Regions from separate parts of the Mus musculus genome. Here all the other regions are linked to region 1. Evidence: chromatin contacts called from public Hi-C and HiChIP or PLAC-seq data. All regions are on one chromosome and are shown on one strand. The core of a region is the stretch at or near the end of the contact, and the rest is flanking DNA. Distances in the headings are between cores, read along the strand shown.

Region 1 (7,949 bases), core at 2,140-4,639:
TCCCAGGAACTAAACCACCAACCAAAGAGTACACATGGAGGGACACATGGCTCTAGTTGGATACGCAGTAGAGGATTGCCTTATCTTGCATCAATGGGAGGGGAAGCCCTTGGTCCTATGGAGGCCTGATACCCCAGCATAAGAGGATGCTAGGCCAGTGAGGTGGGAATGGGTGGGTGGGCATCCTCATAGAGGCAAAGGGGATGGGGGATGAGATGGGGAGTTTGCGGAGGGGAAACCAGGAAGGGGGACAACATTTGAAATGTAAATAAATATAATAACCAATAAAAGATTGTTTTAGCACTGCCCAATTCAAAAGCCACAGAAGATAATGTTCAACAGTGGCCCAAATGTTCTTAATCATTGGTTCACTGGTTCACAACCAGAAGATAAACAGTGAAGAAACTTGGAATGCAGCAAACCATTTCTCCAATCTTCTTGGGTAACTTATTGATAATGTTTGTAAGTTCTACACTGAGGACCCCATCAGCAGATCAGCAACTCTTGAGAGGTTCCATGCAGAGCAAGTATTCAGTAGATTTCCGCAGGCGGACTCCAATGTATTAGAATATATATATATTCTCCACTTTACTGTATGCATGTAAATGTCTTCTTCTTCTCAGATATATTTGATCTTTGCCAGTTGCGGTTTGGAGCGTGTCTTTTGGCTTAGGCAGGTGCTGTACAAGTCTAGGGTGTGGAGAATTTATTACAGTTATTGGTGCTGCTGTCCAGTCAAAAATGGAGGAAAATTGTACAATCAGCAAGGGGTATAAACCAAACCAGAATGAAAGCCTTTTGCTCTTCCGATAGGCCTGCCAGGAAGGCTTGATGGGTAAAGCTGCCTGTTGCCAAGCCACATAATGGGAGTCTATCTTAGGACCCATGTGGTAGGGGAGAACTGACTCCCATTGGTTGTCTGCTGACCTCCACAAGCACATAGGATGAAAACACACTCAACACATGCATGCATGAGAGAGAGAAAGAGAGAAAAGGGGGGATTTGGATTTTCTGAAATATTATGTTTGGAATTCTTTTTAATAATTCAGAGGCAAAGTATGTTTGGCAGCTGGGCTGATTTCAAGGGAAAATGTACCTAGTACAGAGGCTCTATGAGGCTTGTGACTGCATATCTTTGATCACACTGTACAAGTGAGCTGTGCTCCTGAAACAGATGTTAAATTGTTTCACACAGCTGTGGCTCAGTGCATCTTAGCTATGGCAACAGTCTCAAAATCTGCAGGCAACAAGCAGAAGAATTTGTTCTAGAGCAGCTGGTCATGATTTGATCATAGAGCACAGTATCAAGTATGACGTTCTGTCCTTGAAGATGGTTACCTTTTAGAGAAACGGAGTTTGCCCTTGTCTCAGACTCCTGGGCCATTCTGTAGGCACAGAAACATTTCTTCAGAACCTCTGCCTTACCTGGCAGCCAAAGCAACCCTGCTTCCTCTGCCGAGGAGATATGTTTCACTCTTCCTCAATTATGCGACCATTTGACCACACACAAACCATCTGAACTCCATGACTACAGAGTCCAGGCAGGGACTAATGTGCTTAAACCACAGGAAGTGAAAAGAAAGAAGTAACAAGAGGCAGGAGATTCTCACAGGGTAAAACCTAAGGCTTCCCCCTGCTTCTCCCTGCTCATTTCTGGATCAGCCTCTCTTGTAGATAAGACACAGGGTCTTTTGCCCAGTCTCTAACTCCCATTTCATCACAATGCCAAACAAGACGGTAAGCCTGAATGCTTCCTTACCATCTCTGATCAGATCCCAGGAAATTCCCTAAACAGAGGAGGCCTCCAGTGTACAGAAAAATCATCGCTCAAGACCTGGGCCTCTCTGTCCAAGCTTCCTCCAACAGTACTGGAGGAGAAAATAAGAAGTCCTAATGGAAAAGCAGTTTGTGAGGTCTTTCAACTCCACCTTCTGCTTCTTAAAATCACCTTAGACATTCTGTGGAGGGGGGAATTTTTTCTTACTTCAGAGAAGCCAAAGAATGCAAACCTGTCAGGAGAGGCAGGAGAATAAGAAGAGCAGCCAGAAGTCTGAGCAAGGTATACATTCTTGTAGACATTTAAGCTGAACCTTGCCAGCGAGGATCAGTGAGCCAGAGAGAAGATGGGAAATGCCAGGTCAGAGGTGCAAAACTGATGCAAATAGGAAGAGGTTTAGTAAATAGTGTTGTGGTCCAACAATGTCCCACAAAGTGCACAAACACTGACCTCAGTCACACAGGGATTGTTTATTGAATGCACACCCTAAGTCTGACTGATCAGGGCCACAGATCAGAATTTGGGGGCTCAGCTAGGACCCTGAACATTTCTCAGGGCCGGCTTATAAAGGCTAAAACAGCAAAACCCATGGTGAGCCCATATGCAGGTGCAGGAAGTGCTGCCTGGTGGTTAGCACTGACTCAAGCCATTTTAGGCATAACAGTTCATATTGTCCTATGTAAAGCTTTGTGGCATTTCTTACGATTAACAAACCTCATAACAGGATATGTAATCAGCATGACCTTGCACTGAATCAAGTTATTTTTCTGTGTCAATAACTGGTCCACATATTACAACAACAGTATGAAATAGCTGGCAGGCATGGAACAAAATGACTACAGCTATCAGAGGTGGGGGCGAAGGGGCAGGCCTCAAAAATACCTAAGGATCCAAACACAGTGTGGTGTGGCTGAACCACTAAGTCAAGTCAGAGTCAATTTGATTTTCCACCAAAGGCAACACAATGACATGGAGGGACTTTTCCATAGAACAGACCTGGGATCAGATTTAGTCTCCTTATAACCAGACTGACTTCAAAATTACTGTGGACTACTAAGCGTTCTTTCTCCTTTTTCCAGGCATTAGGGTGACATGTGCAGGCCATGTGGTGGAAAACTACTTTAAGGAGCTGCAATTTCAAGGTGGCGGGGGTGGGGGTTTGGGGGTGGGGTGGGGTTGGGGGCTCAGGCCAAGGTGGTGTCAGGCAGGATACCAAAGGATGGAATTAACAGGAGATAAGGTTTTAAAAATGAGCATGAGATGGATTTGGTGACAGAAAACGCACATTTAAGGGTTAGGGCACCCCTGTCCCCCCGCCCCCCCCCCCCCAGTTTGGAGGCTGAACGATGAGTTGACCAAAGGCTGAACCAGGAGAAGACTGGATGAGCTGAGGTCATCACACGGTGTTCTTAGAGATTTGAGCATAGCCAGATGGAAGCTCAGGACTCAGGTGCATGCATGCAGATGCAGGTTCTTGATGGCAGTCGGCACTCTCCCTGTCTTCGATGCCCAGAACACGGCTCCCCATTTCACCTGGTCCTACCCACTCTATCCTCATGAGTAAGTGAACAGAACATTAGTCCAAAGCTACTCATGAGTCACGGTCCTGACTCTGTGCCAGGGCCGCTCTTCCAAGTCAAGGACACGGGGCCAGGCCAAAGTGGCATTGTCACACGCTCAGCCAGAAACCTCTTGGCTTTGGCTTCTGTGACTCAAAAAGTTCACAGGCCAAGAAGGCTAGGGAGATGGCTCAGTAGATAAAGTGCTTCCTGGTTGATTGTAAGCACCTGAGTTTAGGTCCCTAGGCGTGGCAACAGGTATCTGTAGTCTCACTGCTGGGAGGCAGAAATGGAAAGATCTCTCGGGGTTGCAACTACCAGCCTAGCTCCAGGCTCACAGAGAGACTGCCTCAAGAAGTATAGAGAAGATCTGTAACTAAGTGCTTGTATTCTAATGCTAATGGGGTCCCCAAAATAAGTTTGCATGAGAAGGTCTGCATGTAGCTGTGGGAACCTGCCCCCAATTAATTCTGATTAGTAAATAAAGATGACAGCCAATAGCTAGGGAGAAGAGAAAGCTAGGTTTTAGGTTTCCCCAGCTTGGGACCACAATGAGGAGAAGGAAGGGAGAGATGCCAAGCCTAGGATGTGGACAAGAGAGAGGAGCAGAGCTGCCATGTAAGGGGGCCAGAGGACCAGTCCAAAGGGCTGCTCAACTGGGTCAAGATCAGCCAAGATAGAACATAGAAATTTATAAGTAGTAACTCAGAATTATCAATGGGAGGTAGATTCTAATAACAGGGAGGTTAGGTAATTGCCAAGCTATTGTGCTGCTTAAGGCATATTACATGTAAAGGCTGTGTGTGTGTGTGTGTGTGTGTGTGTGTGTGAGAGAGAGAGAGAGAGAGAGAGAGATTTGGAAACATAAACCATTGAGATAGGAAGCAACCCCATGCCAGGATTTATTTATTAAAATATTTATTAAAATTATTTCAACAGAGATCAACTCAGAAAGATACCCTATATCGATCTGTAGCCTCTATGTACACAAACACCTATACACACACACACACACACACACACACACACACACACAAAGCACAAACCTTGGACTCTCTTTTGTTTCTGTCAACATGGTCTGGACTGTCTGTTAGCCATTTTACAGCCTATAACAGCCCATGTAATGCACTTCATAGAGACTTGAACATGACTTGTCTGATGTCCTACCTTCAGGACTCACCCATTGGTGAGCAGAAGATGTCTTTGTCCCTTCTAGAAAAGTGGGCCCTGTGCCAGGCACACACGGTGCAGGATATCTCTAAGCTGTCATCTGTTGTTTGGCAGAAGTGTTTAAGCTCAGTTTTAGTCCTGATCTACTCTGTATCTCATTTATCCTTCTAGCTATTCATCAGCTACCACCCTTCAATGACACAAAGAGTGTTGAAAACTAGAAGTAGATATTCTTCACTCTAGACATGATCTACTGAAAGTATATCAAACTCTGAATATCAATAGACCTGGGAAGAGTGCTCCCCAGTGATCTGTGTAATTAAGTCTTGGCCTCCAGGATGTGGTGCCCTGGAAGTTGCTGGACACTTTGAAATGTAGGGCTTCATTGGGGGAACTTAGAGTCATTTGAAGGGCATGCCCGGGAAGGGAATGTTAGGACCCCTGGCTCTTCCTTTTCACCTCTCTTCTGTCTATAAGGCAAAGATTCATGTACTCCAGGGGACTAACACATGTAAAGTAAACCTTCCTTCTTTTTTAAGTTGATGATTTTGTAATGGTAACAGAACTCTGACTAATACAAGTAATAAAGACCGAACACCTATAATCTCCATCCTCCCCAGTGATAGCTTCGTGGCAGCACTGCCTTGGCCTGTCAGAGGTATTTGGATGGAACAAGGAGCCCTTTGTTTGGCAGCCAAGGCTACATTCAGAAACAAGTACGTGATCATCAGACATGCCCTATAGGGCAGTGGATTCTACACACCAGATACACTGCAGGTGAAATATTGCAGGCTAGCTGAGAAATTAAGAAAATGGCAGTTATACACACAAGTGAGCTCACATAAGGCTTGTAATCACCCTGGCAAGAATGAAGATATTCTAAGGATACTTGTATCTTCCTCCCTTGGGCTATTAGATTGATGAAACAATAGACCACCCCCCAATTGGGATTTCCCCCACTTGTCTTGGTCTTAGCAAAGGAACAGACTGGGTCCCTGATGCCAACCAGAGTGAGCTTGTCTCCAGAAAGAGACTTCACAGAGTTCTGACACTGTCAAACCAAGAGACACGACCTGAGAGGTTGCTGATTAGCAGAAGCACACCTCACTGGATCTCATAGTCATTCCTATGCCCTTCCCTCTATTCAAACACTAGACTCACATCCCAACCCCAAAGATAAGCTTGTGCAGGGGTAGGGTGCTGAACCTCTTTGATCCTCTTCCTAATGTATTACCACATTGAATAAATCTCCCTTTTCTGCTTTTCCCTATTACTTTTCCTTTGAATTGGCTTGTTGAGGATGGGTGGCCAAGCCTAATTTGTTGGGGCTTCTAGAACCTCGGCTCTGATCCTAACAACTGTAGGAACAAGCTGATGTAAATCACTGAGGAAAAATTTGTTTCCTGTCTTTAAAAAATTCTAGGCAGTTGCAATCTTCTCTCTCACAAAAGCCTTGAGCTCATGTAGGGTCAGAGCAACCAGAAAGGAGCTGATTCAAAAGAAATTATCTTTGAAATAGGAGAAACAGAAAAGGAACCTCTCGGGATCCAAATCTTCAAAGATTGACAGGCAGAACCACACTGAAAGTGTTCATTTGCCAAGTCTGCCTACCTGCCTGGTGCCTGCTTACAGATGACAGTCTTGGCAAGATGCTCAGGACACATATTGGCAATAAATAGAGAAGAGTAAAATGTTTGCATAAGCCACATAGATTCCCATGTCGTCTGTCTGTCTGTGAATACACATAGACACACACACAGACACACACACACACACACACACACACACACACACACACACTTTCCATTACTTGTGTCAAGAAGAATTGATTGAGAACCTGGGCAAGGCTTTCAATTAATTACAAGATCACATCTGCAATCCCATACTCCAAAGCCTCAGGCAGACAGCCATTCAGTAGTACAAAGCAAGAACCTGTCTTATGAAACAAGACTAGCTTTCAGTTGTTTTTCTTAGGAGCTAGGGAATTTAAAACCTTTTATTTATTTATATATATAATAACCTATAAAGCTACTGTTCCCATCCTGAATTAGCTGATTTAGAAATAATTAATTATCTGCCTCAAGATAATGAAGAGCTTACTGTGAAAACAAGGGAACATTTTCTTTCCTTTTTTTTTCTTTTTTCTTTATAAAGCTATTCGGAGAGTGGCTAAGAGAGGTGCCAAGTGCTGCTTTAATAAATTACATTCCCTTAGGAGAGAGTGAGGAGTGGACTCAGCATCACACTAAAGATAATGACTTTCTCCTTTCTAACTTTCATTTTGTGTCTAAATAAAAAGAATGAATGTGCAGCAAATGCTTTCTTTTGGAGCTAGGAAAATTCCAAGAGGGAAACTAAATGTAAAAGTTGACATTATTACACCAAAAAGCAAGGAAGCACGGGGTCACGGCGAATATATTTCAAGTGCACTGTCTTAGTTGTCTTTCCCTTTTAATTTAGAAAGCACTTAAGAAATAAATTATACATTTCAAAACCCTTTTTCACACCAAACCGAGAGGAAGATACAGTTCTTTCCCATATGCTCCCAGTGGCTCCCTTAGCCTGCCTTACCATCCTTCTCTTCCAACAAAGTGGCACATTTGTTTTGTATGATGAACCTACATTAGCACATCAAGGTCACAGAAGCCCATCGTTCACATCTGGGTCCCTCTGAGGATTCTGAGAAATGTGTGACACATTCCATAACTGTACAATCATGCCCCAAAAATCCTCTGTGCCCTGACTACCAGTCCTTGTCTTCACCTTTTTTTTTTTTTTTTTTTTTTTTTAATTCTCCCAATTTGGCCAAAATTTCCTGACACTGGAATCGTATGGTCTTTTCGAATTGGTTTCTCTTACCATAGCATGCATTATCTTTTTCAAGAGGAATCAGAAAAATCCCCCATGCCCTTTGAGCTGGTGTGGTGGTGTGGGGAGGATCGCACACCACAGCCTCTGCTATCTGTATACCTTACTTCCCGCCTGCGCAAATTGCTTAGCACAAACTGCTTACTAAGTCTTGATTTCTCATCTGCTAAATGAGGATCACAGTGGTTAGTTCCTATCCCACAAACTCGACTATGTTGCTGTGAAGATCGGGTTTTTCTAGAAGAAGAAGGAAATAATCCTTCTCAGGGTTGTTGTGGGGATTAAATGTGCAGGAGGTGCGGAGAGCTGAGATCATGCCCAGAACATCCAGTCCTCCGGCCTACGATATGGTTTTTTATTGTAATGTGTGAGCCAAGCGGTTTCCATTTGACTACCTGAAGTCTCCACTCTTATTCCGAACCTTGCTCTGGGCATGATTTCTGTAAAGTGAATCGGTAGCGAGCTGTTTTCTTCATAAACCAGTCAATGAGAGGCCCTGGCTGATCAGAAGGTGGGACAGTTGGGTTCCTTCTGTTTCTTCTGTGCCCATCCACACTTTGCTTATTCCCACATTT
Region 2 (7,949 bases), core at 3,961-6,460, 250 kb before region 1:
AGCTGTTTTGACACCTTTTGTGCCCTCCAGGTGTCCCATAGGGCTAACGTTCCAACCAGCTCACTCAGATAATTGGATTTGCAGTGAACTTTCCATGACATACGGAGGAAGAGACTCTCAGTCAACAATCAGTGACAACCCAGGAAAGTAGAACTTTTAACAGTAGCTTCTAAAATACTGGAAAGAGCTCTCCATGCCTGCAGTAGCAGCCATCTACACAGAGCCTGCTGGACACTGGTCCTGCAGTCATCCTTGCAGCCATGCACAAAGAACTCAGTTGCCATTCCAGGGGTTCATGTTTTCAGCAAAGGCAGCAAATCTGCCTGCCTTATGGGGACTAAACCTCAGAGCTACAGAAAAGGAGGTGGCATACAGCTGAGCATCTACCCTGATTCCTTCTGGGCAGTCTCACTCTCAATAGGAGCTGTATTTTTAAGCTACACTGTCCAACGATTCTGTAGTAAACTGGGATCTGAGAAGTGAACCTGCCACTTGTGAGTAAAATCTCGGCAGTGAACATCCTTTTGCAGGGGACTCTGGCTCTCCTGTCTCCCTGGAAGGAGCTCCCTCTGGCTTTAATTCCCTCTACCATTTTGCATGGCCTCAGAATTTCAAACAACCATGAGAACTGTAAGGCCCATAGAGATTTAAAAATAAAGCAGAGGGATGGGCAGGACAGACTAGCAGGTGAAGGTGCCTGCTGCCAAGCACGAGGACCCAAGTTCAATTCCCAAGATCCATATGGTGGAACGAGGATAGCAAACTTCTAATAAAGATGTCCTCTGGTGCCCCTGCCACACAGCAAGTAAACAGACAAATAAGCAAACAGATGTAATTTCAGAAGTTAAGAAAAGAACCACTAGCTTTGTAAATGCATTGCACAAAGAAGAACATGAATAGAATTCCACCCCCTTACGGCTCTCTGGGCATTAATCAATACTTACCTTATGAATAGGCAAGTTTCTATTCAGCTGCCTATTAATCTCAAAAGTTTTTAAGGCATCCTCGTTCTCCTCTGGCGGGAGATACTCTGTCGCTTTCTGGTATTTACGAGGCAGGAAATCTGTACTGTGTAGAACTCACAGTGAAGAGAAACAATTCCCCGCTAGTTCTCCAGGCAGCTGCCTTTGGCTGCCTACCTACTCTTGCTTCCTTTGATCCACCCAGGGTGTGTGTGACTCTTCCTTTGGCCTCTATTTTACCCACAGCTCCTGCACTCTGAGAACGGAGGTTCACACACTTCTAGTCAAATGCTTGTTCACAAGGATTAATAAAACAGCTTAGAAAGATTTTTTTTGGGTATAAACATATTAAAAATTATATTCTAGTAATAAACCCTGGATGTAAAAATAGCAGTATGCAATGGAATCACGAAACTCTTAGGTATTAATCAAGTCCACGTCCTGTGCTGCCAACTACAGTTTGCTGTTGTAAACATCGGGAGACCTAAACATACGCTGATTACTAATCCACACATCAATTTAGGGCCAGTGAGATGGCTCAGTGGCTAAAGGCATTTGTCACCAAGCAGGATGACCTGAGTTCAAGTCCCAGTCCCCAGAGGATGAAAGAAGAGAACCAACTCCTACAAGTTGTCCTTTGACTTCCACATAGGCGCTATAGCATGTGTGTCCTGGACACAGACATATACACAAAAATGCACAGGTGTATATCAAGGTGACTTGATGAAGACAGCTGTCCAGTCCTTTCAACAAGTAGTTGGAACAATCAGACACAGAATGAATCTTGGCCCAGGCCTTGTACTTACTAAGATAAACACAAATTCAAAATGCACAGGATAACATACTTAGCACTTCATCTCAGGAGGTCATTTTTAGATACACTCTTAAATATACATGAAATAAACAAATTTGGCTAGAATAATTAAGAACCTCTCCCATTCTATGATAATATTGAAAAAGATCTACATTCTGGCAGAAAAATGTTTACAAGAATGTATCTGACAAGAGAGGTATCTATAACAACAACAAAATCTCTCAAAACTCAGGAATAGAAATTATTCAATTAAAAATGAGAGAAAGCTTGAATAGATATTTTGCAGGAGAAGGTAGGTTGGTGAGACATGGGAGGATGTTTAGTTTTATTGGTCACTAAGAAAATGAACATTTAAAATCACACTAAGAAAATGAACATTTAAAATCATAACGCAACCACAGCCAGATACCAGTTAGAATGTCTACAAGCAAAACAAAAACATACTACCAAGGGCCAGGTAACTGGACCCTTGTATGTTGTCAGGAATACAAAAGAACAGGGCCACTTGAAACTCTTTATAAAGATAGAAAAGATTTGTCCTGAGCCCCCACAGTCCCATCCTTAAGATTTTACTGAAAAGAAATGTATATTTACGCTCACACAAACCACATATATCAATGTTAGGGTGTCTTTATACCCTCAAACTGGAGAACCCCGAAGTCTTTCTGTACAGTGGAAAGGAATATATTTTTGAAACAGAAATTAAAACGAATTAAGAACATTACACTGAGTGAAGGAAGCCAGACAAAACCAGCCATATCCTGTTCCATGTCATCTCTGCTATGTCCTGATGGAGCCAAAATGTAGGCACAGACAATAAATCTGTGGTTGCCAGGGGCTGGGAGTAGGGGAAATGGTGGCTTCAGGAGCAATGGATGGAACTTTGTCAAGTCTTGATTGCACACTGGTATTAGTCCATATTGAATATGTGTGTGTGTGTGTCTAATGCTAAATATAAGTCAATTTATAGAAAACAAATTTAGAAGACTTAATGGAAAAAGATAGTAAAATATAATTTTGAAAATAGAAATTACTTTTTTAAAATGCCAGCCAACAGGAATATACTCAACACTTAGAGAAAAAGCAGCCCGTGTTCCTGAGTGGAATGAATGTTTTTCCGGAAGGATCTGTTCATGCTGCAGGTGTGCCTTCCAGATGGAGAAGCGGAAATGGAACTCTTCCAAGTCAGAGCTTTGGAAGGATCACAAGGAAGTCATCCATTTACCCCACGGGTTCTTACGAAGGCACAGACATGTACATGTTTCTCTTCTAGCCTAAATAGCCTGTGTCCACTCATTCCACTCAAATATATGATTTTAGGTATGTATGTATGTATGTATGTATGTACGTATGTATGTATCTATGTATTTTAGTGTGTGTGTATGTATGTGTGCATGTGCGCACACACACATGCCATAGTGCATGTATGGATGCCAGAGGACAGCTTTCGAGATTTGGTTCTCTCCTCCAACTTTGTGGGTCTCAGGAATCAAACTCAGGTAGTTATGCTTGGTGGCAAGTGCATTTAACCAGCCAGCCAGCCCAAGTTTATGATTCAGAATTCTTCCCTCTTTTAAACTGACAGGCTTGATACATTAAACTTAAGCAGACACACAGGACTGTCTTTGTGAATAGCAGAGATGAACACAAATCTTTTTTTTTTTTTTTTTTTTTTGATCATATAGCAAGCTCAGAGCACAAAACCTGAGGTCAGGGATCCAGCATACCTAAGATTATTTACACTATTTGGGAATGCCTTGGTATCTCTATGCTCATCATTAAATAGTCATGCTTACCAAATGCAGGACATATAAGGAAGATCAGTGGACTGAGGTTATCAGTATAGGATCACCAAGTCCTCTCTATGTGGCCCGAAGACTGAAAGTGTCCTGCGCTGACACCTACCCTAGCTCTGACCTCTTCCCAGAGTGTTAGCCACACAACTTCAAAGTTCTATAGACACAACTGACCTTTCACGCGGAATTTGATTATCTAAAATACAGATTCTGTCGGATCTTTACAATTATGAGCCCAAGTTCAATGGTTTCTTATTGTTCGTTTGCTCATGCCTCATTGCTTCACCCAGGCTTCTACAACTACTCTGCGAAGTGCTTGAGAGGAGAGAATTCTTCATGTATACATTTCTGCCTCTTTAAAAGATTCGTTACACGAGAAAGGTTTAAATAAGTCAATCTGCCAGTGTATTTACTTGGCCTTACGTATTCTGATTTGAAGATATAACCACTTGACTTTATATATGTTAAAAAAAAACTTAGGTCAGGTTGAACATCCTCAAAGGGCATCTCAGACATTGCCCTGACAACACTTGAGATGACCGACCCTCCTGAATCCTTCCGCCACCTCAACTGTGCTGTCTCCTTACTGTCCTAATCATTAGCTCACATTTAAAAAATGGCATTTAACAATACTCTGAAATATCCACCCTTTCTCTTTTTTCTCTCCTCTTCTGTCTTTTCTTCTCTCTTCCTCTTACTCTTTTTCCTAATCTAATGTCTGAAGTGCCCCCCAAGTCCCTGTTTAAGATTTAAACTCTACAGAAACAGGAACTGAGCATCCTCAGGGTACCAGGACCAACCAGCAACAGTGACCACAATAAACGTATTTCCAAAGTTGTTAATGTCAACCTTTAACTTTGTGCTGCCCAAAATAGAGACAGACCAAGGAAAGAAACCAAAACCAAAGATACTTCACTCATCTGGCTTACCTGCAAAGAGGTTCTACAAGGTCCCTTTCAAGAAAGTCATGGTCTTTTTTGACGGCCGCAATGTTGATGGGGAACTGCGAATCTGAGAGAGAAAGGAGAAGACAGAGGCTTATGCCTTTGGCTGCATGAACTCAGGCCATCAGGTTCTGCACAAATCACCATTCTTAATTCCTAAATCTTAAATCACAGTTACTGCTTATTGTTATTGCTGACAGCATTTAAAAATAGCACAGATTATTATTATTATTCACAGAAAATGCTCTTGAGAGTGCAGTGTAAGTGCAAACTATGAAAACAAGCATCTTAACCTTGGGCAGGATTGCATGCCAAGGGCCCTTTAAGCCCATCCTTATCTGACATTCCTCAGGAGGACATGAAGAACAGCTCCTGCATTCTTCCTATTCACCACAGGACAGATGACTTCATAGAATTCTTAGTTTAGCAAACGTTTTTTCCTTCAAAAAGGACATTTCCAAAAACAGCCCAAGTTTAATAGTCCCAGATCTGATTTCCTTCCTTCCTTCCTTCCTTCCTTCCTTCCTTCCTTCCTTCCTTCCTTCCTTCCTTCCTTCCTTCCTTCCTCTTTCCCCCCTCCCTCCCTTTCTCCCTTTCTTCTTTTGGTAGCAAAATTTTCAGTCATCTTGAAGTCCCTGAATTGATGCCACAAAAGAAGAGATTCCTAGCCCATGACTGTTCCCCAAAAGAGGACTCATGCCAACTGGGGTGGTAACTGTCAAAATCCGGAATATGGCTTTCATTTTAGGTCCCTCTTTTACATAGGAAAACCTCTTGCTATCACTTGACATAATGGCCCAAGGTCAACTTTCATGTTGGTCACTGGGACAGCCATGGCTTCCTCTTTTGTATGCCCCATGTCTTCCCAGTTAAAATGAAGCTAACGTTTCTAAATCCTCCTCTGGGTTGGAAGCAGACACTTCCCCCCATCCTGGGCACACATCTTTTTCTCTTTAGAGCATAGGCTACACAGTAAAAGTTTAAACATACTGGCATATTTACTTAGCTGTAGACATTCCAATTGGAAGACATAACCCTTGCCTTTATAAAAAAGAATCCACTCAAGTGGATGAACTCAAAGTATTTCCCAGTGACTGAATCTCTCATGGTCCCCAGTGAACGGCACCTCACTCTCCTGTCACGTGATTATACATCACAGCGAGAAACCCAGAAACAGGAGCCCAGGTGGCTGGAGAGATGGCTCAGTGGTTGAGAGCACTGATTGCTCTTCCAGGGGATCTGAGTTCAATTCCCAGCAACCACATAGTGGCTCACAACCATCTGTAATGGGGTCTGGTGCCCTCTTCTGGTGTGTCTGAAGAGAGCAATGGTGGGGTATTCATATGCATACAATAGACAAATAAATCTTAAAGAAACAAAAACAAAAACAGGAGCCCAGGGACTCTAGTTTTAAGTATACACTACTTCTTTGCTGCGTTGCTCTGGGCAAGTAACATTCCCTCAACTGTAAAGTAAGTATCACAGTCATGAAGGCTACTTTACGGCAGAAGTGTGAGTATTCACTGAATATTGGTTTTTGAATAATAGCAGTTACAGAGCAAGCTCTGCTGTTTTCATTATATTTATGTGATATATATATGTGTGTGTGTGTATGTATATATATATATATATATATATATATATATATATATATATATATATATGTATACCATGTAGCATGTACATGTTTCTGAGCTATAGCACATCTTAGATACTTATGGACTGCTCACATTAAATCTCATAGTACCTATAGCATCATATGTATATGTATATATGATTCATCAAGAATCAGAAAGGCTGGGATTTTTTAATTTCCCATCCATCCATGTAAGGACAGCGAGCTGCTTGTTTTTCTTTTGTCTGGACACAGAGACATGTCTGGGAAGAAGAAATCTTAACTGAGAAATTTCCTCCATGCTATTGGCCTGCAGACAAATATGTGGGATATTATCTTGATTAATGATTGATGTGGGAGGTTCCCACTCACTGTGGGTGGGGCCACCCCTGTGCTAGTGGTCCTGGGTGCTATAAGAAAGCAGGCTGGGCAAGCCACAAAGAGCAAGCCAATAAACAGCATCCCTCCTTGGCCTCTGGATCCATTCCTGCCTCCAGGTTCCTGCCCTGCCTTCCCTCAGGGAAGGAGTGTGGCCTGAGAGCTGTAAGCTGAAACAACCATTTCCTTATTTGGGTCATGGTGTTTGTCACAATAGCAGAAACTCTAACTAGGACGAGATCGCTTAATGTCCTGGGCTTTCCCTTCCTAATTAGTAAATTGCTGGTAGAGAATAGGAGTTGGGGATTGTTTAGATTTAAACTATAGCAATCAATCAATCAATCAATCAATCAATCCTTTTCCTTCCTTTCCTTCCTTTCCTTCCTTTCCTTCCTTCCTTTCCTTCCTTTCCTTCCTTCCTTCCTTTCCTTCCTTTCCTTCCTTTCCTTCCTTCCTTTCCTTCCTTTCCTTCCTTTCCTTCCTTTCCTTCCTTTCCTTCCTTCCTTTCCTTCCTTTCCTTCCTTTCCTTCCTTTCCTTCCTTCCTTTCCTTCCTTTCCTTCCTTTCCTTCCTTTCCTTCCTTTCCTTCCTTTCCCTCCCTCCCTCCCTCCAGGCAGGGTCTCAGTTGTCAGTTCTCTCTGTGAAAAACGGAGAAAGGCTCACATACCTTCATACAGCTGAGCGTACTGCGGGAACCCGGCAGCTCGGAGCCAGTCACATGCTTCCTTCGCCTCAATTTCTAAAACATACAAGAAAAAGAACATCGTGAGTGTGACAACCTCAGTCGTTCTGGTGTGTTCCGTGCAAGTCATTACAAGGCGAAAGTCAGTCTACCCAGAAGGAGGATGCAGAGACTGTGCAGGCCACATGAAGCACCGTTCTGTGTGTGCTTGGGTTATCTTCCTTGTGGAGCCATAGTTATGGATGATAACCAACCTCCCAGGGCAGAACACAAAGGCTGAGTGTCCCCTAGGGAAAAATACCATCTTTATGTACCAAGGAACTAGGTGACTAGGGAGGAAAAGAATGGCTTATTATAATAATTATAATCCTCTTTTTAATGGGTCCTTTACAATTTTCCAAGATAAGCCTGAGATTATTTATTTAGCTTTACTTTAACTCTCCCATTCAGGATCAAAAAATACAATGGAGTAGTCTATTTTCTCACAAACGGAGGCATTACAAAAATCCAGTCTTACCGATGGTTTTAATTCCCAGTGCACTGCATGAAGATACTCATTGGTCAAGAATATTGGACTGATTTCAAACTCAGAGTGCAGAGGTAAGAGGACCCTGAGGCCTGAGTCTAATGGAGCTGCCAGAATGGAGAGGGCCGCACCCAAGAGGCTGGTGGGTCCTTTGGGTGAGAATTTGTGGGATGGATACACCAGCAACCCTCCCTAAGGGAATCTGGGGTGAGATGGGCGGAGGGACCGTGTGT
Region 3 (7,949 bases), core at 3,828-6,327, 210 kb before region 1:
AGTTCAATTCCCAGGAACCACATGTTGGGTCACAACCATCTGTAATGGGATCTGATGATCTCTTCTGGTGTTTCTGAAGACAACGACAACATACTCACATATAATATAAAATAAATAAATAAATCTTAAAAAAAAAAAAAGATGTTGGGAAGCTCCACATCTACTTTTATCAGAACTCAAAATGTGTCTGTCTTGCTCCTCATCTGAAGGGCTACTCTCATCTAGAATAAGAGAATTTTCTGACCGATACCTCTCTACTGTTACAACGTACAAAGCACATATACTACTCACCACTGAGGATGGGTGCCTCCAGCTCTCGACAACAGCCAGTTCACAAGGACATATGCTGCTACCCAGTATCTTTGCACAGTGCTGTTTCAGATTTTAAAGTACTTGTATATGTTTTTCATGAGATATCCTGTGTATGGGACCCAAGTCTAAATACAAATTTCATTTATGTCTCATATACTCATCATACCCGTGGCCTCTATTTTTTATGTAATCCTTCTGATAGTTTTGTGCTGGAGACAAAGTTTCACGGTGTGGAACTTTCTATCAGTGGCACTGAAGAGCGTTTAGATTTTGGATGTCTGAATTACAGATGTTAAACTGCTGCTATCTAAAAGCAAGATATGGGAACATTGAGGGATAGAAAGAGAGCAGAGAGGGCTGAAGAGAGACAGCGACTCTGGTGGGGAACAGGAGAACCCAGAAGTCATTTATGCTTGATGGAGAAGGATGGACCAGAAGGAGGGGCTGGGGCGAAGTCACAGGAAGCAAGGCAAGTCCTGTGACTCTGGACAAGTGACTTGTGATCTCTGTGAGTGGGATAACAACAGTGGCCCTGGAAGGGCTGTCGCACATGATAAGTAGGCTATTATACAGAAAGTGCTCACAACAGAGCTTGGCTAACACTTCCAATACCTGCTGTTTGTCACACCACTAGCAGCATCTTGAAAACATTACTTAGGACCAAAAAGACTGAATTGGATTCAAGCTATATTTTTTTTTTTTACAAACCTAAGAATTTTCTATAGGAACAGCTGATTGCAGTGCTTGCCGGTAACTATCTTTAAATGTCTGAACACCTGCAATCTCAAGTTACGTTAGTCTCACTTAGGATACAGGGCACATCTAACCAAGGGTTCCAAGTTGGCAACTCATTCTATAGTTGGAAATCTGTACTCGATAGGAGGGTGTTGCCAGTATTGCTGTTACCATCTCTCTATAAACAGCTCCCCCTCCCCCTTTCTCCCTCCCCCATACACCCAGATTCAGAGCTTCAGAAATGGATTTTGATGGGCAGAAAGCTTGACTACTAAGAGTGTGCTGAGTAGAACTGGAGTATTCAGATTATTGACTAGCTAAAAATACTGCAGTGTAGTGGGTTGGCCTAATGCTGCTTGTATTCTAATGCTAATTTTGGGCCCCCAAAGACCAGTGAGTCTGCATGCATGTAGGCACTGAGTAACCTTGCCCCCAAGTCATTTCTAATTGGTAAATAAAGATGCCAACAGCCAATATCTGGGCAGAAGAGACACTGGTGGGGTTTAGGATACACGGGTTTGGTAGCAGAGGAGATGACAAGGAGAAACCTCAATTGGTTAAGAGGAGGAAGAAGAAGCCACCATGGGTTAGGTGAGCCACAAAAACATAGCCCTGAGGACTGGCTGGAAGGAGTTAAGAGCAGCCCAGATGAAACAGTAAATAATAAGTATAACTCAAGGGTTATCGATAGGGAAATGGATTCTAACAACATGGAGGGTAGGCAGCCGCCTGGCTAGTGTGCTGTTTAAGGCTTATTGTAAGTATAAAGGCTGTGTGTGTCTTTCATCCGGGAACTTAAATACCAAAGGTGGGGTAGAAACCCCTGGCTGGCATTAAATAATTCTACACACTGCAATGTGAAAGTCCAGGGAAGTCTTTGCCTGTTTGATGGTCACCATCATGACTTTGTCTAAATCTAATGGTCTTTGCCCAGCCCTGAGGTCCAAGGGACTCTGCTTGCTTGAGATCCTGTCTACCAGGGTAATAGAATCTGCTGCTGGGATCTCGGCGTTGGCCTCCAGCTGTGGTTGAAACATCTAAAAGGAAAGCAAACAGCTGGGGCATCTTTAAGTCTGCACACAGTTCATAGGAACTGATTTGGTATGTGTTTATTTATGAATTTACCAGTGCTGGTGATCAAGCCCAGGACCTCACATGGCCCGATAATGAGCTATAACAGTCCCGGTTGCTTAAGTACTGCCTGAATCAGCCCACGGTGGTAGCTCATGGGAAACCGAGGTGGGGTTGCTACAGGTTCCAGACCAGCAAGGCTACAAAGTGAGTTTCAGGGCAGCCTGGGCTACAAAGAGAGCTCTAGACTAGCCTGCGCTATAGAGTAAGATCCTGTGTCAAGTAAACAAGTGAAGTCATTGTATGTGTGGAGGGATTTGGACCTGTTGGGTATCTGTATGATTTGGTTGTGAGGTTTCCAAGGGAGTAGCTGACCCTTACCACTTCTTCATGGCCAACTGTGTGAGACCAGGTTGGTCACTTTAGTTCATTACTAGACAGAAGGGACATGAAACCCACGTGATATTGAAGAAAGCCAGGAAAAGTTCCATTTTGCTTGACCAGAGAGCCCAAAGAGGTGATGTTAATTTTGATCACAATTAGATTTTTAGATGCTAAGTAATTAATGAATTAGAAATAAAACAAATGCTAGAAATATAACACACATCTCTGTTATAGTCTATGGGTATAATTAAATGTAAAGATATATAGTTCTCCTATAGGATGGAGTGTTCATTTTTAATGAGTTATTTTTTATCTTCAAAGAACATCAGGCACATTTAAAAAACTGACAAAACAATATTTGAAATATTTCTTTAGAATGTCTTAAAATGAAAATAATACATTCAATGTTCAAAATTTTAAAATAACACTCATTTTAAATTCTCAATACCTCGGAATACAGACTAAAAATTTAACAGACCATTTTTATTATTTACAACTACTAGTTGCATGATTTCCCCCAAACGAATTTGGTATGCCTTGAATTTGTTACACATAAACACACAGCTGAGTCTTGATATCCCATATAAACACACATATTTTATGCATGTAAAATATATACGTATATACACATTCACACATATATAACCATGTTATATGCCTATCAGAGAATTCTTTCCCACCTAAATGAGATCTGGTTGTTGTTTTTTTGTTTTTGTTTTTGTTTTTGTTTTTGTGTTTTTGTTTTTATTGTTCTCAGCCTTATTCTGTTTTTTGAACAATGTATCTCCGAGTTTTTCAGATAAACAAATAAGCGAGCTCACAGCTTAGATCTGTGGATACTAAGCACCTACCCTAGTCTGAAGTGTGGGTCTTGGAAATCCAGGCCAAGGAGGTAGTGTTGCTCCCGAATGCCATTAGAAACAGGCCTGTGCCTCTGTGGAGTGGTATCCCACCCAAAGCTGGTAATTTAACACTTGTGCTGTTCTCCAGTTGACCCATCTCCTAGTGGGTCAGACAGTGACTGAGGGAGTACTCAGACGCATACACAAGCACCCGTCTGTTCATTTACTCTCCATATGTGACATGCTGTCTTCTACTGTCACAAGTCCTGTTTACGGTCATGGAGGCCAAGAGCTGTGACGACTGAAAGCTGGGGTGTGCCAGAGGCCGGCACCCCATGATCGTTTACCTAGGCCCTGCAGGAACAGCGGGCTGGTGGGAATGTGCACAGGTGGCGCCTGGGGGACTTCCCATACTCTCCAGGATCTTGAAAGCTATCTTCAGGTCGCAGCTTGTGGTTCTTAGGGTCGCAGAACCAGGTGAGGTGTGTTACCAGACACACTTCGGTAGCATGCCATGCATGTCACGGAACGTTCAAAACCAAGCAAAGCCACGCCAACAGAGTGCTCCAAAGACCAGCTCCCTAGATCCCACGGTCAGTGTTTTACCTTCCTCAACTCATAAAACAAGCTTTCCCATCCTTCCCATTACTAAATTTCTTTCTTTCTCAATGCTGTTTTGTGTCTCTGCAGGACGTTCCATTGGACACATATGTCTTCTATTATAATATATGTGTAAAAGTCCACAAACTACACAGTGTAAGCTGGCTTAGAGTACCCAGAAAGAAAGGGGGCGACATGTTGAAAATAATCTTGTCAGCAAAATATCAACTGCTTTGGGTAGTGGTACAGTGTCTTAGGTTTCTGTTGCTGAGATAAAAGGCTATGACCAAAAGCAATCCGGGGAGGAGAGTGTCTATTTCACCTTATAGCTTGTAAGTCCATTACTGAGGGAAGCCAGGGCAAGAACCTAGAGGCAGGAACTTGATCAGAGGCCATGGGAAAATGCGGCCCACTGGCTTGTTCCCCATGACTTGCTTAGAATATTTTCCCACACAACTCAGGACCTCTTGCCTTGGTGTCATTCTGTCCACAGTGGGCTAGGCCCTCCTACATCAGTCATCGATCATGAAAACACACCACAGACAAATCTAGTGGCAGCATTTTCTCAACTATTATTTCCTTCCCTCCAAACGACTCTAGCTTGAATCAACTAAACTAACTAGTATATATGGAAAGTCAGAAAATGAAACTCTGTGGTACACGAATGACTTCATGGGGTTGAAGAGATGGCTCAACAGTTAAAAGCACAGGCTGCTCTTCCAGAAGACCTTAGTTCAGTTCCTAGTACCCACACCGTGGTTCAAAACCATCTATAACTTCAGTTTCGGGGGGGGGGGGGTGTCCAACGCCCTCTTCTGGCCTCCTCAGACACTGCATGCATATAATATAGAAACATACATACATATATACATACAGGCAGCCAAACATTCACATACATGAAATTAATATAAAAAGTTTTTCCATTTCAAAAGACCCTAAAGTATATATAATGATTAAAAACAAACAAACAAACAAACACACAGAATCTGTCCATCAAGTCAGCTTTTCTCGTACACATCTAGTGCTTCGTGGAGCTGGCTTTTCGTTTCTTTTAGGTGCCTCGTAGTGGGGAGTGCACTTGGAGCTCTGGCATTCAGCCATGCAAAACAGGGAAAGTCCACGGCGAGGCAGAAAGTGTAAATTCCCTGCCTGGGCAAGCCAGTCTCATGTGTTTAAGGCAAAGACAGGATCAACCCCTCCTGGAACCTGCACCCTTCCCTTCATGTACAATCACCCCGGTTCTAACTCTGTCTACTCCTCTCCTCCCTTACTCTCTAGTGACCCAGGACTTGTAAGAATTGAATTTTATATCCCTTCAAGATTTTAATAGGGATATCCTTTATCTTGGGCAGAGAAAGACAAATTCTGCTATCACCTCAAGCACAGGGCCTGCTTTAGCTAACATGCCAATGAAGGTTCAGTTAAGAAAGAACAAAGCCTCTGGTCACATGGTTCAGGGTGCTCCCTGGGCAAGCTGGGCCCTTTCCATTGCTGGGAACACTGACTGACTTATTGCTTCACCACTAGAGAGCCTTTGACTTTTGACTTCTGGTTGAGGGTTAGGCTCAAGCACTGGGTTGTGTAAAGAAGTTTCTAGATTTTTTTTAAAAATCTACTTTTAAATTTAGAGAAGCCTGCAGATTCCGTAGAAGATTCTGAAAATCAAGCAAGCATCTCTCACAAACAAACAAACAAGCAAACAAAAAAAAAAAAAGCACATTCCTCATGTGGCAGTTTATATGTAGCTGCTTTCTAACAATAGCGCTCTCCGATTTGATTGAAACCAACTTGAAAATCAAAGCTGAAGGCATGTACATACAGCAGATCTAGGAATCCCAGGCTCCTGAAACTTGTGTTTCTTATTTAGCTGTGAAGCGTGGGTGGCCATGAGCGTTCCTGGCAGCTATAAGGCATTTGCTAATGTATTTGACTTTAGTGTTGTTAATCACACTTATCAACACAGGCAAGCTGTGCTGGCCACAAAAGATTAGCTTCTCTCCTGTAATGCCCTAGTAGTTCAAAGGCAGAACATCAGCGCTGAGTGACAGAAGCATCTGCGTGCTCCCACGACCCTCCAGTGACTTCAGAACATACCACAAGCTTTAGCTTTTTTCTTTTCCATAACTTTGCACACACTCTTTCCTTCTGCTATAATGGCTAAGGCCGCAGAGCTTGAAAGCTTAAAAAATGAGTTGTGTTTCTGAACACCTCAGAGAGTTTGAGTTCCAAGGTGGTCCCCACTGTCAGGAGCCAGAGATCCGCTCAGAGAAGTAGGAGCCTCCAGCAGGGTAGAGCCTTGTTTGCAGGGGAACAAGATCACTGTAAAGCCTTTTTTTTATGAAGCATTGGGTTTTTTGACTGTAGACTTTTCCCTTGAGACACACAGGCTATTGCTTCTTGCAAATCAGTACTGTTTATAATGACTTAAAAACACTTTGCCCAGCTCAGAGGAGAGCAGGCAGGGAATACAGTCACAGAGCGAGTGTTCTGGAGAAAGAGAAAAGACACTCAGCACGGCACCTGCAGATCTGGCCACCTGAGTCTTGCTTTCATGGAAGGACTCCTGGGTTCATGGCATGACCTGCTTGTCCCAGCCTGGCTTACCTTCACTAGACATGGTTTAGATCAGAATTCTCAAAGATCAGTATAGTAGAGGTTTTGTCTGTGCTGGTAGGATGCTTGGGAGATGATGGGACTCTTGAGAGGTGCAGCCTAGTTGGAGGATGTTACACAATTGTGGACACATCCTTGAGGGAGACTCCTTTTTCTCTTTTGGGCCTCCCATGTGTCATGAGGAGAGCAGTTTGCCCCAAAACCAATGTATCTGCACTTTGTAAGCCAGCAATGAAAGACATTGTTATACACGCTGGAATTAGAGCTGGAGAAATGGCTCAGCAGTTAAGAGCTACTCTTGCAAAGAACCTGAGTTCAGTTCCCAGTGCCCACATGGTAACTCAACCATCTGTAACTCTGATTCCATGGGATCTGACTCCCTCTTCTGGTCCCCCTGAGCACCACATGCACATTATGCACAGACATACACATGAATAAAATAAAAAATGAAATCTTTACAAGAACACGGAGGAGAGGGTTTCCTGTATTTTGCTGCAACTAATAAAAACTTTAAGTATTTCAAGACGGAAACCAGAGACCAGACCCTTCTGAGTCTCAGACCGTCAGCTCCACATGAGCACCTTGTTTATGTTCAGGGAGCACTAACAGATGCAGAACATTTCCAGGGCATCTTCTGCTGCCCTTTTCTGGTCCCACTTCTGTTCATTTCTATGGTGTTCCTGTTTTCCTTCGTCTTCATAGATCTGTATTACAGATAAAGAAGGGAGAAGGCAGCCATCTGTGCTGTCTCCATACATATAAATAGCAAGGCCCTAAAAATTCTCAGCCCATTGAAATTCTTAGCAACCAGCAAAATGTTCTGCACTCTTCTTTGGTAATGGATAATATCACAGGGAAAACGCCTTTGGTACTCTAAAAAACAAAACAAAACAAAAAACAAACAAACAAACAAACAAACAAACAAAGAAACCCCCCCCCACACAGCCCCTGTTCTATCTGCTATAATTTGTTCCTTGTTCCCAGGCCCAGTCTTCCTAAGACAGGATTAATTTCATGTTGGTCACTGGCCTGTGAAACACTGATAAATTAAATGATTGGTAAATATAATAACTTTCATAGGAAACAGGGGAAAGGAAACCATTTTCTTCTTGGGATTACTAGAGAATCTCATTTCTGAAAACAGGCTGTAGATTAATTAAGTTCAGATCTGATAGCTTATAAAAAAAAAAAAAAAAAAAAAAAAAAAACCCTTGGTGGAAGTCATCCAGCTCGTCCTTGATTACACAGCACTTACTGGCAGCATTGAGAGTCTGGAGCGAGATATTAAGTTATCTGAGGACAGAAGTTCAGAAAGTGCCTGGCAACATTGAGCTCTGACCCTGCCTTCTCGGCTGTGATGTTTCACATTGCTATCATACAGCAAAGGTGAAG
Region 4 (7,949 bases), core at 2,113-4,612, 170 kb before region 1:
GCTAAGAGGTAGTGCCTTTGGGAGTTTGTGGTCGTCACTGAAATGACTAAAATGGATCTCACGAGAAGTTTGCCACTGCTCTATCCTAACCCTTCCAGGAGGAATACAGATGCTAGCGCAATGGTGTCTGCATGGAGGTGAGCTCTCTAGACAGGGTGGGCTTGCAGACTTCAAGGATGCTACGCTGCTCAAAGAAGTGGCAGGGGGTGGGGGGCAGTCCATCTTTCTGGATTAGAGCCCAGTTACCTCGATTCTAAGAAAGAAAACATGGCGGCTGATGGATGGGATACAACCTCCTCAAGCCATAACCTGAGGGTTTTCTTGACAGCTGGAAAGCATCAATCTTTCCATGTCCTCCAGAAACGCCTGCAGATACTTTCTGCAAAATTGCTGGAAGGTGAATTCATACAACAACAAAACACACAGCGACGAGAGCAACAAATGAACCATTGAAAGCAGAACTGGGAACTCTCTCCATGGCTGTCCATCTCTAACACTGGGAACACGGTGTGAAACCAGTTCCAGGTTCATCCAATAAAGTGTGTTTTTACATACCAAGGCACTTGGCTTTTTTGAGTGAGTGACTGACTGTGTACCCCATACAAAAATGAAAAGACAATAAACACACTTCACTTCTTGGGAAGCCAGTAGAGTGGGTTGCAACATAGATAGTCAATGTTTTGAGTTTAGCAGAACTTGGTAAACACACAAGACTTGAAAGGCCGTCTTTGAAAAGAAGCCAAGGGGGAGTCTAAGCTTTGAGGATATGTTGTCAATGCTAGCCAGGTGTTCTCTTGTCTTTTAGCTGCAAACTTGTAAGTGGGCTAAGGTAGGTGGGATATGCTTCCCCTAGGCTGATTCTATCAAGTTGAGTTCTAAACCCACCAGATAAGTATTTTAAGTATAATAAGCCAGTGCTTTATTGGGGCAAGTTAGGTTGGATCTATGAACCATTATATAATGTTAAGTATTCCTCTGTTGTATTCATGCCAGAGTTGAAGTTCGGCTCTGTACTTATATGGTTTCATCTTGTTAAAGTACAAAAATATTGCCTATTTTAACTGTAGTTTGACAGCTATATACTTTCAGAAATTGAATCCATTTTACTAGGAAACTCCTTGCTTAAAAGTGTAATTTCTAAGTTGTTCTTCTATATGTCTTTCCTTCCTCTGAGAGTATTTCACATGGGTTAACTTTAGGTCTCCTATGACTGTGGCCTGAAGTTCCACTATGTGTAGTTACGAACAGCCTGGCTTTTGAATCTACCCCATGAGTAGCTAATCGATAGAAGAATGGACCTTGTAGCTTATTGTTAGTGCTATACCTTCTTTTCTTTTTACAGTGAACATTCATATGTGTGTATATGGGAATACTTCATTCTCACAACTGCATGGAGTAGCCATCATCAGTATTCTGTATAGCTTACGAAACAAGTTTGCAGGGATCATGGGAAATACTCAAGATCACTTTAAGAAGTATGAAGACTTGGATTTGAACCCCATCTGGAAAATAACAAGGCTGGTGGCCTTAACTGATGCATATTACCTACACACTAGAAATTTCAGAAAAGACTCAGCCTCTTGGTGCTTCATGTTAAATCAAGGTTCTGAAGTCTTCATAGCACACAAGCCAAATTGCTAATATCAATCACAAACATGCTAATGTATTTAAATGTCTATGCACCAGGCAGATCCAGCTATGAAGGAAAAAAAAAGTATTCCACTAAGACAAAGGCTGTTGGGAAACCCAGAGAGAGGCATCTTGTGTTTGTATGGATGTGGACATGGACATGGGTAGATGCTATTCTCACGTTGGAGAGCAGGGATGAAGTCAGTGAAGTCCCAGGTGAAGGAAACGGTTTTGGCAAGCCATGAGCTTAGGTATTCCTCCACCAAACAGGCCCCTTTGGTCTTTGTTCATGTCCTCCCTCCAGTTCCCGCCACTGAATTCAGACTTACACAGCCTTTCCAAACCATAACCAGATGCACTGAGCACTTTTCAGAGACTTCATTTGAGTCTTGCTAAGTAGTGACTGTCTCCTCAAATCCAGCCAGGATAGGCAAACAAATAGTTAAAGCAAATAGAATAAAACGGATATTGAAACAGAGTACAGAATGAGATGTGTCTACACACTGTGTGTTTGCTGTCTTCTGCTCTTCTCTCATAAGACTTGAGCTAGGAGGTGACTATGAAGAGTCAAACCATCTGGGCAGTGTAACCCCAGCCTCCTTTTGTCCCCTCAAAGTCGTACAAGCAGCTAAGATCTGAGAACATGCCTAAAGGCCTCCCAACTTGCTTGGCGACACTGCACAGGATCTTAGCCTTGGGCAGTGAGCTGGCCTTCCATAAACCCAAAAGCCTACCCTTTACATTGCCCTGTCACAGTCCCTCACACTGTGACACAATATCTCCTGTTTTAAAAGGTGTTGCTTTGCTAATGGTTACAGGAAATTGTTCATGAAGGATGAAACAATGCTTAGTCAAGTAAAAGTACCAAATGATGTCCGTGACCCTTCAGAGCTCATGAGAAATGAGAGGGGAAAATTAGAATTCACAATGACCTCAGTGAGTGAGACAGTTACTCATCATACATTAAGCCTATAAAACAATTTTAAAGGAAGCTGAGAATTTAGGAGAATGACTTGGGAACCAATTTAAAACAAACCAGTGCTGAAGTGGCACATTCTTTCCAGGTCCTTGGGGAGTTCTGTGAATCACTGGTTTTGGAATAGAAGCAAGCTTTGTGCTTAACCCAGGACAGCAGAGAATAGAGTCAAGCTCTCCAGTGATCCCTATAGCAGAGACCTACTGGAGAGCCAATCAAGAGTTGGAGTACCACACATTCATTTCAGTTAATTTTTCATTCATTTTCCCCCTCAGTAACACTGCTGATGGGCAAGAGCTGATCCTCCCATCTCATTATCAACCATCCCCCCCTCCCCAGACAGTGGTCTGGTGGGGAAGTGAAAGCACTTGGGACTCCCTACCTAGGACAGAGTATCCTAAAAGCCAGGCCTCCTGCCTCTTTGAGCTTGCCTCACTGGTGGGGTCTTTCCTCCTAAAACATAGCCTTCCTTCTCTAGGCTCACACCACTCCTGGGTTTTCTACCCTGCGGATGCCTCACCACAACAGGTAACTTGTATTTGGAAGACAGACATTCCTTAGTGCTGTCTGTTGTTTTAGAACCTTGACTAGCCTGGAACAATCTCAAAATGAATACAAGAGAGCACTCCTCAACTTAACCTTTTCTGCTTAAAAGAAAAAACAAAACAAACAACAACAAAAAACCCTCCCCTGAGAGCTCTGTGGCACAGCCAGCTTACCAGTCTCCTCATGTAAACAGCGGTGGTGCGGCAAGGGAGGAGGTCTGTTTATTATTTTTGATCCTGTTTTGCTTCTGGCAAAATTTCTCAAACAGTCTAAGTTGGCAGAGCACTGATTGCTTCTTCTGACGAGCTACTGTTCGGCAGCTACAACTGGGACCATTCTGGAATAAGGTCGGAGTTGTCCAATGTGCAGGGGGAAAACAATCCTCCACACAAGACTTCTTTCTGTAAATCAGGACCCTCTTATAAGTCACTCTTTCTCAGCATTATAGAGCCAGGGATTTTGAGGGCTGCTGTCCCCAGACCAGCACAGGCTCAATTCAAGTCCCATGTGATCAGCTCCTGTCTGAAAAGACCCACTGTGAAGGCACAGGAGTCTCAGCCTGGGAGCCCCTGGGGAAGTGTAGGGGAGGCTGGGCACTCCACCAGGCACTTTTTATGGAGAAAGGCAGCATTCTAAAAGGTAGAAAGTGGGAAGGTTAGGCCAAGGGTAGAGGAAATTTTTCTTTTCCCTCTTTTTGGGCCAGGGCCTACCTAACCACACTATCCAGCCTCTGGCAAGAAGTCCTGCTGTCCTGACATTTACTTTGGACGCAGAGTTCTTGATAAAGAGCAGCCAACTCTGGGAAGGCAGCGGGAGGGCAGAAAGAGGGTGTTAGTGTAGGGTGGTCACAAGCTGGTTGTAGCTGAATGATGTTCTCCAGCAATGGGGGGAGAGGGGAGGAGGGGCCAACTGTGTCTATAATGACAAAGAACAAACACTCAAACCATCTTTGGGTCCAAGTAAACAATGTCTACTTATAATTAGAAGGAGGATGGGGATTGGCAGTGGTGAGCAACATGGGCTCTTAGCTCACCCAGACTTGAGTTCAGAGTACAGTTCAAGCACTCACTGGCTGTGGGACATCAGGAAAGTTCATTTAACACCATAGAGCCTTCATTTATGCATCTAAGAAAAGGGAGGGGTGAGTGCAAGGTGTGAGGCTCAATCTTGCTTATTTTCCAAAAGGGTAAACTCAGGTCTTAATGAAAACACAATAGGAGAATCATTTCCAACCACACTGGACTCCTTGAAGACAGTTGGTAGATTAACCCTGGGAAGGCTCTAGAAGGTAGCTTCGAGACTACTGTTGCTAAGCTTAGAAATGAGAAGTACTCCAAAACTTAAGATGTATAATGGGAAATATAAAGACTAAATGGCTGACTCCAGTCTGAATGTTTCATCTTCGTGCATACAGATGTTAGCAAACTTTGCAGATCACTTGCCTGTCCACATGGCACCCTGAATATTTTTTTCTACAGCTATGACAGCATGGTAATGTGAAGCAGGGCTCCCCCCAAGGCTATGGGTCCACCTGCAAGGCTCAAGCAGACTGAAGAAGAGTGACTGTCAATGAGATGAAAGGACCTTGTCTACACCCTCTGTCGTTCTTGGCACTGATGAGCTTCAGTGTCCAGAGCAGGCTCTGAAAAGGTAACCAACAATACAATGACCAGAGCCACAGGAGAAAGGCTCACATGAAGGAAACAGAACCAGAGCAGCCTCGTGCAAACCATGGCTGGGAATCTGGAGGCAGGGGAGGAGGGAAATGTGGACTCTGAAACAACTTCTTGTCTTAGTTAGTTAATGTTTGACCACTGCAGGTGCCTGCTGCCAGGCGTCCTTATTCTGTCAGGTGAGTTTACATTAGCCCGCCACAGAACCAGTCATGGAAGTATGCTTTTCTGTGCCACAGGATTCCATTGCAAAGCAATGATTTGGGGGAAATGAGATTAGGAACGTTTAAACTTGTAACGGGCCAACAGTGCTCTTCTTACACACCACAGGCTAACAAGTTAAAAAAAAAAAAAAAAAGACCAGTGCCAGGAGCAAGATAGTTCTTTGGGGATTGTTGGTCAGTGATGTCCCTCTGTCCCACCAAGGCCATTGGTAACTCTCAAGATCTCAATGACATGATCCTGTTGCTGAAGACACCACACACTCAAGTTCTAGAACATGGATAAAACAAGCTGGTGCTGACCTGGAAGCTCCACTGTACTCCCTAGCTTTCAGAAACATTTTAGACTAGAAAGACTTATTCATGGTTTTTCATGTCTCACAAAAACAGACTGTAGGGAGCAAGGCTTCCTAATCAGTGACGGTGAAACCAATTCACACCTGGATGTATTCACACATGAATATATTTACACAGGTATGTCTTCAATGAGACAATGAGCTTAGAATTGTTCCCCCAACTGTCAAGCCACTAAGAGGATGCTGCATAGCCTTCTGGGTTCATTTCATGTCATACGTAAACGTCAAATATTACATCCTATAAAATAAGGGTTTTATAAGGCTCAAAATTAACATTATGTCATAATGAATGCAGAAGGCTGTATGTACTGATTTTCTGTCTTTAGGAATATCTATCTTGAGGGGATTAAAAGTATATATTTTCTATTTAAAAAAAAATCAATGAACCAGAAGCTTTCATACGTTGTATCTGTCAAAATGTCAATAAATTTACTTCTAAGAATAAATCTCAACAAATATCATATTCCTGTTTCTTTTTTCTTAGCTGAAGGATACAATAAATATAAAGAATATTCTCTAATTAATGGGGATGACAGTCTTAAGCGAAGAAAACTATTAAAATCTTTTAAAAACTTATTGGAATTAGCATGGAAAACAGAGCTCAGTTTTTAATTTGTCAACTGGGCATTAAGTCTCTTCTGGCTACACATTAAACAGGGGATCAATATCAAGGGTTTGGAAAGAACTGCAAAAACTAAACAGGAAAAAGCCCTAAACCATCCTCCAATCAATAGGTGAGCTGATGAACTGAAGAACAGGTCTTAAAAAGAGATACAAATGGCCAATAAATACTCAAAAAATATTCAATATCCTCAACCACCAGAGACACACAAACTAGAACTGCTTGGAGATCCCATCTAAGTCCAGCGAGGATGAATGGCTGTCGCCAATAAAACAAATGGCAGCAGATGCTTCTGGAACATGGGAAAAGGCAGATAGATGCATGCTTACCACTGGCAGGGACTCACCACCCATGCAGTCACTAGGTAAACCAGTCTAGAGAGCCTTCTGGAAACTACAAATAGAGGAGCCATGGTCTATTTCTTAATTAGTGATTAATGAGGGAGGGCCCTGACCACTATGGATGGGGACAAGCCAGTAAGCAGCACCGCCACCCCCATGGCCTCCGCATGGTCATATGAGAAAGGCTTCAAAATCAACATCTAGCAGAGACACTTTATACCTATGCTTGTTGCTGCACTGTTCAAAACAGCTATGAAGAAAGAAAACTAGCCTAGCTATCACTAATAAACGAACGAATGGACATTGAAAATAGGATACACATACACAATGGACCTTTATTCAGCTGCAAAAAAAAAAAAAAGAAAAAAGAAAAAAGAAATTGTGACATTTGCAAGAAAAATGGATGAAACTGAAATTCACTACAATTCAGCCAAATAAGTCAGAATCAGGAACACACCATGTTTCCCTTATATATGGTACTTGGACTTAAAAGTATGTGTATGGTTGAGTATGTGCATGTGTGTCTGTGTGCTGGTTAGTTTTGTGTCAACTTGACACAAGCTAATGTCATCTGAGAGGACAGATCCTCAATTAAAAAAAATGCTTCCATAAGAATAGGGCTATAGGCATGCATGTTAGTTATTTTCTTAATTAGTGATTAATGAAGGAGGTCCCAGACCATTGTGGATAAGTACACCCCTGGGCTGGTGTTCCTGGGTTCTATAAGAAAACAACATGAGAAAGTCATGTGTAATAAGCCAGTAAGCAGCACCACTCTATGGCCTCTGCATCAGTTTCTGCCTCCAGGTTCCTGCCCTGACTTCCTTTGATGACTGTGATGGGAAAGTGTACATTGAATAAACCCTTTCCTCCTCAGGTTGCTTTGGTCACAGTGTTTCATTACAGCAATAGTAACTCTGACTAAGATAGCATATGTATGTGTGAGTGTGTGAGACAGTGTATGTATGTGTGTGTGTGTGTGTATGTGTATATATATATAGTGTGTGTATCTGTATGTATGTATATGAGACAGAGTGTGTATGTGTGCATGTGTATATGTTTGTGCAGATGCATGTGTGTATATATGTGTGCACATGTGAGTGTATTATGTATGCATGTGTATATGTGTGCACATATGTGTGCACGTGTGTTTGCATGTATGTGAGATGAAACTACAGGGTAGTCCATGGAAGGAGGGCACAAGATCTTCAGGAAGGCAAGACACAGAAGGCAATGGGATTCGTGTGACCAGACAGCAGAAGGGGGACCTAACTGGGAAGAGGAAGAAAACAACTGGGCATGAGAAAGGGGGCAGAGCTGAGGTCAAAGGGCATGGGGACAAATGAGAGCAAGGCATAATGATACATATATAAGACGATGCCATGCAGAAACCTTTGCTTTCCATTCAAATGAACTTTGTTTGTTTGTTTGTTTGTTTGAGACAGTGTTTCTCCATATAGTCCTGGCTGTCCTGGAACTCACTCTGTAGACCAGGCTGGCCTTGAACTTAAAAATCTGCCTGCCTCTGCCTCCCAAGTGCTGGGATTAAAGGCGTACACCACCACTGCCTGGCTCCATTCTAATG

Evidence for each region. Hi-C and Micro-C count contacts between places; a contact is called where the count stands out from the background. HiChIP or PLAC-seq counts read pairs in DNA pulled down with a chosen protein or histone mark.
Region 2: a Hi-C map of Sertoli cells shows a contact between it and region 1, with 2.1 times the contacts expected there. The contact joins two enhancer-like sites. A contact is called at or near these places in 2 of 484 Hi-C or Micro-C datasets (Sertoli cells and liver), 2 of 115 datasets of contacts at active chromatin or transcription factors (bone marrow-derived macrophages and intestinal crypt epithelium) and 2 of 9 other capture datasets (adipose tissue and pancreatic islet).
Region 3: an H3K27ac HiChIP or PLAC-seq map of hepatocytes shows a contact between it and region 1, with 4 times the contacts expected there. The contact joins two enhancer-like sites. A contact is called at or near these places in 2 of 15 datasets of contacts at CTCF or cohesin (both in the NIH/3T3 cell line), 2 of 484 Hi-C or Micro-C datasets (embryonic fibroblasts and liver), 2 of 115 datasets of contacts at active chromatin or transcription factors (a beta-TC-6 cell line and hepatocytes) and 2 of 9 other capture datasets (adipose tissue and embryonic stem cells).
Region 4: a Hi-C map of liver shows a contact between it and region 1, with 2.0 times the contacts expected there. The contact joins two enhancer-like sites. A contact is called at or near these places in 3 of 484 Hi-C or Micro-C datasets (the MC38 cell line, liver and nephron progenitors) and 1 of 115 datasets of contacts at active chromatin or transcription factors (neural tube).

What each region holds. Positions count from the first base shown.
Region 1 is chr5:151,343,427-151,351,375 of GRCm38.p6, forward strand. It overlaps a transcript of Stard13 not described here. Among named protein-coding and RNA genes, the nearest start is that of 1700028E10Rik, 21 kb to the right of the region's middle. Within about 2 kb of position 3,390, at least 40 of the 459 cell types and tissues checked have an H3K27ac peak or open chromatin away from gene starts, as enhancers often do. A contact at or near this core is called in Sertoli cells, hepatocytes and liver, where this site is marked.
Region 2 is chr5:151,088,246-151,096,194 of GRCm38.p6, forward strand. Stard13 (StAR-related lipid transfer (START) domain containing 13) reads right to left here. Exons shown (of 14, transcript NM_146258.2): 2 at 7,176-7,247; 3 at 4,502-4,583. Among named protein-coding and RNA genes, the nearest start is that of Stard13, 98 kb to the right of the region's middle. Within about 2 kb of position 5,211, at least 22 of the 459 cell types and tissues checked have an H3K27ac peak or open chromatin away from gene starts, as enhancers often do. A contact at or near this core is called in Sertoli cells, where this site is marked.
Region 3 is chr5:151,130,229-151,138,177 of GRCm38.p6, forward strand. The region is part of intron 1 of Stard13 (StAR-related lipid transfer (START) domain containing 13); the gene reads right to left. Among named protein-coding and RNA genes, the nearest start is that of Stard13, 56 kb to the right of the region's middle. Within about 2 kb of position 5,078, at least 42 of the 459 cell types and tissues checked have an H3K27ac peak or open chromatin away from gene starts, as enhancers often do. A contact at or near this core is called in hepatocytes and liver, where this site is marked.
Region 4 is chr5:151,171,284-151,179,232 of GRCm38.p6, forward strand. All of the region lies in intron 1 of Stard13 (StAR-related lipid transfer (START) domain containing 13), which reads right to left. Among named protein-coding and RNA genes, the nearest start is that of Stard13, 15 kb to the right of the region's middle. Within about 2 kb of position 3,363, at least 79 of the 459 cell types and tissues checked have an H3K27ac peak or open chromatin away from gene starts, as enhancers often do. A contact at or near this core is called in liver, where this site is marked.